Regions from separate parts of the Mus musculus genome. Here region 1 is linked to region 2. The links are chromatin contacts, called in public Hi-C maps. All regions are on one chromosome and are shown on one strand. Each heading gives the region's core, a stretch centred on a gene start, on an enhancer-like site or on the middle of the called end of the contact. The rest is flanking DNA. Distances are from core to core; before and after follow the strand shown. Region 1 has its middle 19 kb from the start of Gm26839. Region 2 overlaps Foxn3 (forkhead box N3).

What was found. A called contact is a pair of places that touch in the nucleus more often than the background predicts.
Region 1: a Hi-C map of liver shows a contact between it and region 2, with 4 times the contacts expected there. The contact joins two enhancer-like sites. A contact is called at or near these places in 2 of 484 Hi-C or Micro-C datasets (both in liver) and 1 of 115 datasets of contacts at active chromatin or transcription factors (bone marrow-derived macrophages).

The regions. Positions count from the first base shown.
Region 1 is chr12:99,543,003-99,546,821 of GRCm38.p6, forward strand. It overlaps a transcript of Foxn3 not described here. Among named protein-coding and RNA genes, the nearest start is that of Gm26839, 19 kb to the right of the region's middle. Within about 2 kb of position 1,684, at least 35 of the 459 cell types and tissues checked have an H3K27ac peak or open chromatin away from gene starts, as enhancers often do. A contact at or near this core is called in liver, where this site is marked.
Region 2 is chr12:99,231,016-99,235,333 of GRCm38.p6, forward strand. All of the region lies in intron 4 of Foxn3 (forkhead box N3), which reads right to left. Among named protein-coding and RNA genes, the nearest start is that of 4930474N09Rik, 70 kb to the left of the region's middle. Within about 2 kb of position 2,521, at least 37 of the 459 cell types and tissues checked have an H3K27ac peak or open chromatin away from gene starts, as enhancers often do. A contact at or near this core is called in liver, where this site is marked.

The sequences.
Region 1 (3,819 bases), core at 434-2,933, 310 kb after region 2:
GCTCAATTACCATTATTTATCTAGTCAATATTTACTTACATTGAACGAATTGTTGTTTCTGTGGGTCTTCCCTGCTTCCTGCAGATCCGAGCACTCATCGGGAACAACATTCCTTCTATCCTACAGGTACCCTTGAAGGAGTTGTCTTTAGTGCAAGTTAGCCCGGCCACCCTTTAAAACCACTGGTTTTTCAATCTTGAAGAGTCTTAGATGCTGAACCTGACAAACAGTTGTTTTCCTTCAGCAATGACACACAAAAAGTTCCACTTCCACCTGATCCTTATTGTTTCCATTAAGACACTCTGCTGTCAGTCTCATGGTGGCTCCATTAAGGCAAATAGTTGCTGGTCCTAACTCTAACTACTGTTTGTTTTCAGAATTGTACAATGCTAGAGTATGTGTGCACGAGCACATATATATGTATATATGTATGTACACTGTTCCATATCTTAGGGCTTCCCCAACATTCTCTGGGCCTGTGAGATGGCTCAGCAGGTCAAGTTGCACATTGCCAAGCCTGACAACTTTAGTTCAATCCCAAGGGCCCACATGGTTTAAGGAGAAAGCCAAATCTCATAAAGTGCCCTCTGACCTTCACACACAGTCACAGCATGTGCCCCTCCCTACGCACACATACACCCACAGTAAATAAATAAGGGTTACAGAAACTTGAAGCTGGGCATGGGGGCACGTGCATTTAATCCTGGCATTCGGGAGGCAGAAACAGGTGGACCTCTGTGAATTCAGTCCAGCTTGTTGTACATAGAGAATTCTAGGCCAGCCAGGGCTACGGTGGGAGAGCTTGCTTCAAAACAAAACAAAACAAAACAAAATAGAACAGAAACAACAAAACCTGAAACACTGCCCCCCACAAACACCTCTTCTGTCTCATTTTCTCTCTCTTGATGAATATACAGTTACATATCTGTGGGGTATTCCTACCACATTTTATGTCTTCATGATCTTGTTTATTGTCTGTGCTGCCACCTCCCGGTGTCACTGTTCTTGTTGCTATCTCATTATTACTTTGGCACTGAGGACAGACTCCAGGGCCCCACAGAAGTACACTCCAGCCTTGGGCTTTATTTCCTTCTGCTCCATCTTCTAAGTCACCAATTCTCTCTTCACTGGCATCCCCTTTATTGAATCCATCCATTTCGCCTCCGAAAACACTTCCTTGGAGTACAAGAAGCCATTTACACGCCATTAAAGTCACCAACTACAAGGATTCATTTAATGGTTTTCATGAATCCAATCATACCATCATAGCCTTCTCTGAATCCAATCTTAGGTCGTTTCTATCACCCCAGAAAGCATGCTCTCCTGGGATTTAACCGCAGCAAGTATTCCAAAAGGTCAATTGTTTGTCTTACATTTTAGCCCTCTGGATATATGAATTATGGATATTGGTTAACAAAGTCACACTAGTAACAGGAAACAGGCCCAGAGGCTCAGCTTCCCTTCTGTGGGTTTTCACCTTCAACCTTGTTCCTCAATGCCTTGATGGATCTCCAGGACTCCGGTTTTGTTTTGTTTCTTCTTTTTGATTGTAAGCAACTTTTCTCTGCAGAAGAGGAGACCTGAACAAACTACATCTGCTAATGTTAGACACACTGACAGCCCACGCGAGCGAGCGAGCGAGCTAGCTAGGTGAGCAAAACTTATCATGCAAATGAGGACGCTGATGGGAGATAAAAATAGACATCAGTGGGGACCTCACTGCGTCTGCGGGCACAGACCAGAAGCACCACAAACAAAGCAGAATGTTTGGTCAACCTAACCACAACAAAGGACGCCCTCTGCTAAAAATACACACTTAAAGACCACGGTGCCCATAGGAAAATTATTAGTTCTTGACTCTTTCCTTTGTGCTATTTGATGCTAAAGAGAGAAAGGAACAAATGCTCACTGGGGCAGGGACACTCAGTACCTCACGGCATCAGCAAGATGGAACTCACTATGATGTCAGTCTGTCAGGTCCTGTATGTCATTGATGCCCTGAGATTTAGTAAATAAGACAGATTTTGTGTGTGTGTGTGTATACTAATACATGTCTGGGAAGTTTTGGAGTGGAGAAAAAAACCTGACAAGCTCTATATGACAAGCCGTATGCCTCCTTCTCTTCCTCTAGTTTATTTTAAAATGCTATACTCTGCTCTTTTGTACAAAATTCTATCCCCTATTTTATAAAAGAAAAAGCCACAGTAGTGAAGGGCCTGGTGTAGTAGCCTTTGAGAAGGCTAGCCCTGCCTGTTGGATCATCCTTACAGTGACTCTTCTTGGTCAGACAGGAACAGAGTCTAAGGAGAAGCAGTATTCTCAAGCAGACCAGTGGTGTGGTTGCTGCCTAATTATAGCCTCACCACATCTTGCATTTGCAAGATGTCTGTCCTTTCCTGGAATTTTAATGATGCTATTCAGGATATCACTTCCTATTCTTAATTTGCCTGTTTTAGAGAACTTGATTCCAAACAATGTTTTGGATACAAACAGTCCGACATTTTTCCAAAACACAGGCTTTATTGGCATATAAAGCGATTTGCCACATGCACAGTGTTTACATCCTAGCAGGTGGATAATAGATCAGAGTTACAGCAATGTCAGGGGACTTTCCCATCCATAGTACATGGCATGGGAGAAAGAAAACCACTCAGCGAAAAGAAAACAGAATATGATTCCAACAATTTAACTTCCGTCCATATGTCACTGTCGTTTTCTAAGCAACAGAACATAAAAATGAAGCACTGGCAACGGGGAGCCTAACAACAAAGGGATTAATGCGTTAACTTGGGGGACACTGAGGCCAGCAGCCGGGGTCCAGTCAAGCTGAGATGTCCTGCAGCCCTGGGACTCCTTCAGAGCTGGCGAGCGCCTTGGTTGTAGATTTGCTAAACTCTGGCCTGGAGGTAGAAGGTCTGCCTGCTTAAGCAAAACCTAAAGTCAATAAAGGGAAAGGAAGTACGGGGCTCCTAAAAGATGGGAACGGTACCTAGCTCTTCTCTCTCTCTCTCTCTCTCCCTCTCTCTCTCTCTCTCTCTCTCTGTGTGTGTGTGTGTGTGTGTGTGTATTGTGTGCACACACACGTGGAGGCCAGCAGACAACTCTCAGAGGCTGATTCTGTCTTTCTACCTCATTGAGGCTAGGCCTCTCTGATTTCTGCTGAGCCACATGGTCCAGGCTTGCCATGTGAAGTGTCATCCCCCCACCCCTTTCCCATCTCACAACAGGAGTGCTGGGATTGCAGATACACAGGACCATCTCCGGCTTCTTACATGCGTTCCAGCCTTGCCCAGTTACTCCTTCTCTCTGCTGTCTCCATAGCCTACTTTTATCTCCTACAAATACCCCAGGGTCTGACGAACACTACATCAACCAACGTCAACAGCAACGGTCTTCCCACACTTGAAGTAACTTGTCTACCTCTACTCCCTCCACTAATGCTCACCATGGTGGGCTGTATCAGCATTGCTCCCTCTCAATAGGGCCAGCATACTGAGACCTCCACAAATGCTGGCATCTGAGTGACCAAGTCTCGTAGCAACCCACAGGAAACAGAGGGGCTTGTTTCAACACAACACTGTTGTGCCTCTGTGATCCGCCACAGAGCTCTCTCCAGACTTTGGGGAGTTAGCTTTCTCCCCAAGTTCTTATTCTGAACCATTTTAAGCCTCAAAACAAAACAAAAACCAAAAACCTTAAAGGAATAAGGTGATAACTTGTGGACCATAATTCCAGTTGCTTAAACATGTTAGCAAGCACCTCCTGAGAGCAAGATTCTTCTCCATCACGGAGAAGCTTTGCTTTTTATGATGTTCAGAA
Region 2 (4,318 bases), core at 1,271-3,770:
ATGGACTCATGTGCACAGTAAATAGGTGATAACAGCAACAGCAAGAGCTGTACTTAGCGGTCAAAATGGATTATGTTTTAAAAGTAAAACAGGATATGCCTTTAGTCCCTGCACTCAAAAGGCAGGAGGCAGGAGGCAAGGGGGCAGGGGGCAGAGGGCAGAGGGCAGGGGTCAGGAGGCAGGTAGATCTCTGAGCTAGAGGCCAGCCTGGTCTATCTAGAGATTTCTAGGACAGCCATAACTACACAGAGAAACCCTGTCTCAAACAAAACAAAAAACAAAAACCCCACAAATATAAATAAAAATTAAACACACACACACACACACACACACACACCATAAACATAAGCTGAGTGTGGCAGTACTCTTGTGACACCCCAGCACTCTGGTTTAGGGGCTCAGGGCATCCTTGGCTAAATAGGGAGCTGTGTGCCAGCGTGGGCTACACAAGAACCCGTCACACACAGACAACCGAATCCGAGGAACTTGGAGAATTGGCTCAAGTTCAGGGGCAGCCCGGGTTAGTCCTACTCAGCAAGATTTAGAAGTAAAAAGGGGACGGGAGGGGGTGATTTTTAATTTTATTCTCCAAAGAAACTGTCCATTTGGGGCTGCAGAACACAATAGCTTTTTTTTTTTTTTTTTTTTTTTTTTGCATTTCTCCACAATGTCTAGCTGCCTATTTTCTCTAAGCACTTTGCAAAAACAAACAAAAAGGATAGCTAATGAATCCAATGTGGATTTCATTACTGATTCCATTTCTCACTCACACACACACACACACACTCACACTTGGGGTGGGGAAGATGGCTTGGCTGGCTTGGCTGGTTTGCCTTGATCCTGGTGACTGACTGGAGTTGGATCTCTAGGACTCACCTACTGGGGGAGAAGTAACTCCAAGTTTCTTCTGACCTCCACTTGGGCCTTGTACACACAGGTAAAGAAATTCTTTTTAAGATGTTAATTTATTTGATTCGTTTTAAAAATAGCAATACTTTCTATTATATAGTGTCTCATAAAACCAACGGACACCACTGTACATCAAACATTGTATTAGAGCCCAAACTGGGAGCAATCTCAGAGATTAAACTTCTGAGGACGCTCAATGCTTACTTCCACCAGGTCATCTGGGACACACTCACTAAGGTGGCAGAAGAGAGCTCACTCAGTCCTTCACAGCAGGCAGCTGTAGAGCCTGTCCTCCCCCCTCCCCTCAGGAGCTGGACCCTCCCCCCCCCTCTATTTCTCATTAGCATCTATGAAGAGCCAAACAGAGGCAGCTCCTGTGTGAAGAAGGGGCAAACCTGAATGTGGAGGCCAAGAGGATAGGGAAGGAGGGACCTGGGTCAGGAGTTCAGTCCATAAAGGGCTTACTGGGAGCTGCTTGAGGTGTGTATTTCTGGGAAGGATCTGGAAGTTTTATGGGACTCTATGAGAGGCGCGGATACAGAAAGGAGCTGGATTGAGACCCGTTGGGCAGAGGCCTCCCTCTGGAGCGTCAGTACAAGAGAACGGCATATCCTCCTCCTTGGTGACAGAAAACAGGGTCCCAAGGTCTCGGGTGCTTGTGAAACTTTCACATGCACTAACGTGCAGTGTGGTTTTTGACTAAGAGTTTGTAACTACCCAACACAACCCTAACACGTTTGTTATTGAGAAACAGAGATGGTTCTGGACTGGAGAGAACGCTCAGTCAGCAGAGTGCTTGCCAAAGAAGCAGGACCTGAGGTTAGGAATCTAGAGCCCAGGCAGAAGGCTGGGCGTGGGGGCATGTATGACCCTATCTGTGGTGAGAGGCAGGTAGAGCCCTAAGGCCGGTCCAGCCAAAACAGTTCAGTGAGAAACTGTCAAAACAAGCAAACAAAAAAGGTGGAAAGACACCAGGGGAAGCTGGCATGGGCCTCTGGGTTCCACATGTATGTGCACACATGAGCAGCTACAGGCACACGCGCTCGCACCTATGCCAGCAAGTGTATGCAGCACACGCATACACGCATACACACACACACATGGTACTGTTATTACCATATTGTACATGTTGTTACCATGTGTTGAGCTTTTTCCAGGGATCCCTGAAGATTTAAAACAAAACGAAACGAAACCAAAAAAAAACCTAAGTCCCTTAGGGGCAGCATGCAAACAAAACTATGGAGAACACATCTCAAGAAGTTAGGAAACTGTTAAAGATGAAGAAATACATCAGCGTATATTCTCTGCGATGATATCTTCCTGATTATCCAACAACAGGTCCCGGCAGGTTACCCAGCCTAAATGGCCTCTATTGCCTTATCTGCTAAATGAGAAAATTTCCTTATCTGCAGCCAGGGGTTGGTTGTGTGAATCTCCAAAGTAGATGCACTATCTTCTAGGTTACAGCCTCTAGCCTATCTTAGAAAGGACAAGGTTTGGTACCTATAAGTTTGCTGGAGACAGGCCCCTGCCTCCTCTACCCAATACAGGATCCCTCCTGGCCAGGCTGGGAGGACTGCCCTTTCTGGGCCTTCTGCTTTGACTAATCTCTTCATGTCTCTCTGCTCTGCTGCCCAGACAACTCCACAGCAAACAAGAGCCCGGGCTTCCACCAGCCAGCTCCAAGCTGGGAACCTGCCTAGTTTGTGAGCTTTGGGGCAGAAGGAGAATGCAGACAGCAGCTTTAGTGAGAGTCTTCTCTCAGTTACGGCTGTGAAGGTGGGGATTGTTAAGGGGTTCTCTGGCAGGCCCTTCACCCTGACCCACCCACCCAGGTCTCCCTTGCACTGTACTTGCCTGGGGAGGTGGGTGGATCTGACAGGAGGCAACCATATTTTCTGTACTTTGCCCCCTTCTCAGCCTGGTGGGAACTAAATCAGGTGAATGAACACCTTCTAGCAACATAGGGTATTTTCTTAAAAGAAGAAATACAGGCTACAGCCAGCTCCTCAGGAGCCATACGGCTCCATTCTCTGATGTGTACCACAGGGCCAGAGTTCTGAATGAATTCCTGGGTAAAGAAGCCAAGTCCCTTGAAGAGAGGAGAATTAAGAGAAATAGCCTGGACAAATACTGTATGTCTTCCTTCACATGCAGAACATAGGTTTTATATACACATGCATCCACACTCACTCTATAAATAGATAAGGAGGGACTTGGGGACAGAAAGGGACTGGCAGGACAGGGAGGCGGGGAACTGGAAAGGATAAGAAAGGGCAAATGTGGCCACTGTTCACGATAGACTGGAATGAAAACATCTTCATGGACTTGCTTGCCTAGCATGTACAAAGTCCTGCGTTCCATCCCTAGCACAATACAAGCCAGAAGCAGGGGGATCAGGAGTTCAAGGTCATCCCTGGCTATGTAGGGGGGGGGGGGGTTCCAAGTCAGCCTAGGCTACCTTAGACTAGAAACAAATAAACAAAAAAATGAGTCAGCGGGCCTTTATGAAACCAATCACTTTTGTAGTAAACAGAGTCAACAGAAGTTGCCAGGACATGTTGGCAAAAAGTGGGCAGACCTGTGGGAGCTTATTTTGCAAGGCGTCTAAATCAGATAAAAATCGGATTGGCTGCCTCATTACGCAATTAAACCCTAGTCAGCAACGGGCAGGGTCTTCTGTCTTTCAAAATCCAAACGAGTTACCCAAGCTTTCATTAAGTACAGTTCAGAGACTCTATTGGGGGAAGGCATCCAATTTTTCTTGTCTGAGTTAAGACTTTTAAAAAGGTGGAAAAAATGCTGCTGTGTGAATCTGAGAGCTAGTCTTCATAAAATAACCACAGTTCCTTGTCCTCTTCCAAATACCTTTTTGCGTCGCTTTTCAGAGTTAGATTTTGGGGGTGGGAGGCAGGGCAGAAAGCCAGAGTGCTGTCCCAGTGAGCAGCCCAATGGTACCATTTCATGTCTGATTGCTGACTTCCCAAAGCAGAGCCATTTGCACTGTTGTATCAAAGGCTTCCACTACATAAAATGTCATTTCTATATTAATTTTATGCCCTTGAGGCAGAACATATACGACTAGGACTGAGTGTTACCCACTGGAAGAAAGGAGGAAGCTTTAGCTAGGTTTAGGATTCAGGGGAAAGCAGGACAGGGCACAAGGGTATCCAGGTACTCTGGACTTCAGATGGAATTTTGGTTTTTCTTTGCACTCATGAGAAGGTAAAAGGGGGTGAAGAAAAAGGAGACAGAGACAAACAGACAGACAGATGGATGGGTAATGACCTGTGCATGCATTTGTGCATGCGTGTGTGTCTGCCCTGTGACTGGTGTGTCTGTCTGTCTGTCTCTCCTGTGACTTGTGCGTGCGCGCACATGTCTGTCTGTCTGTCTGTCTGTCTGTCTG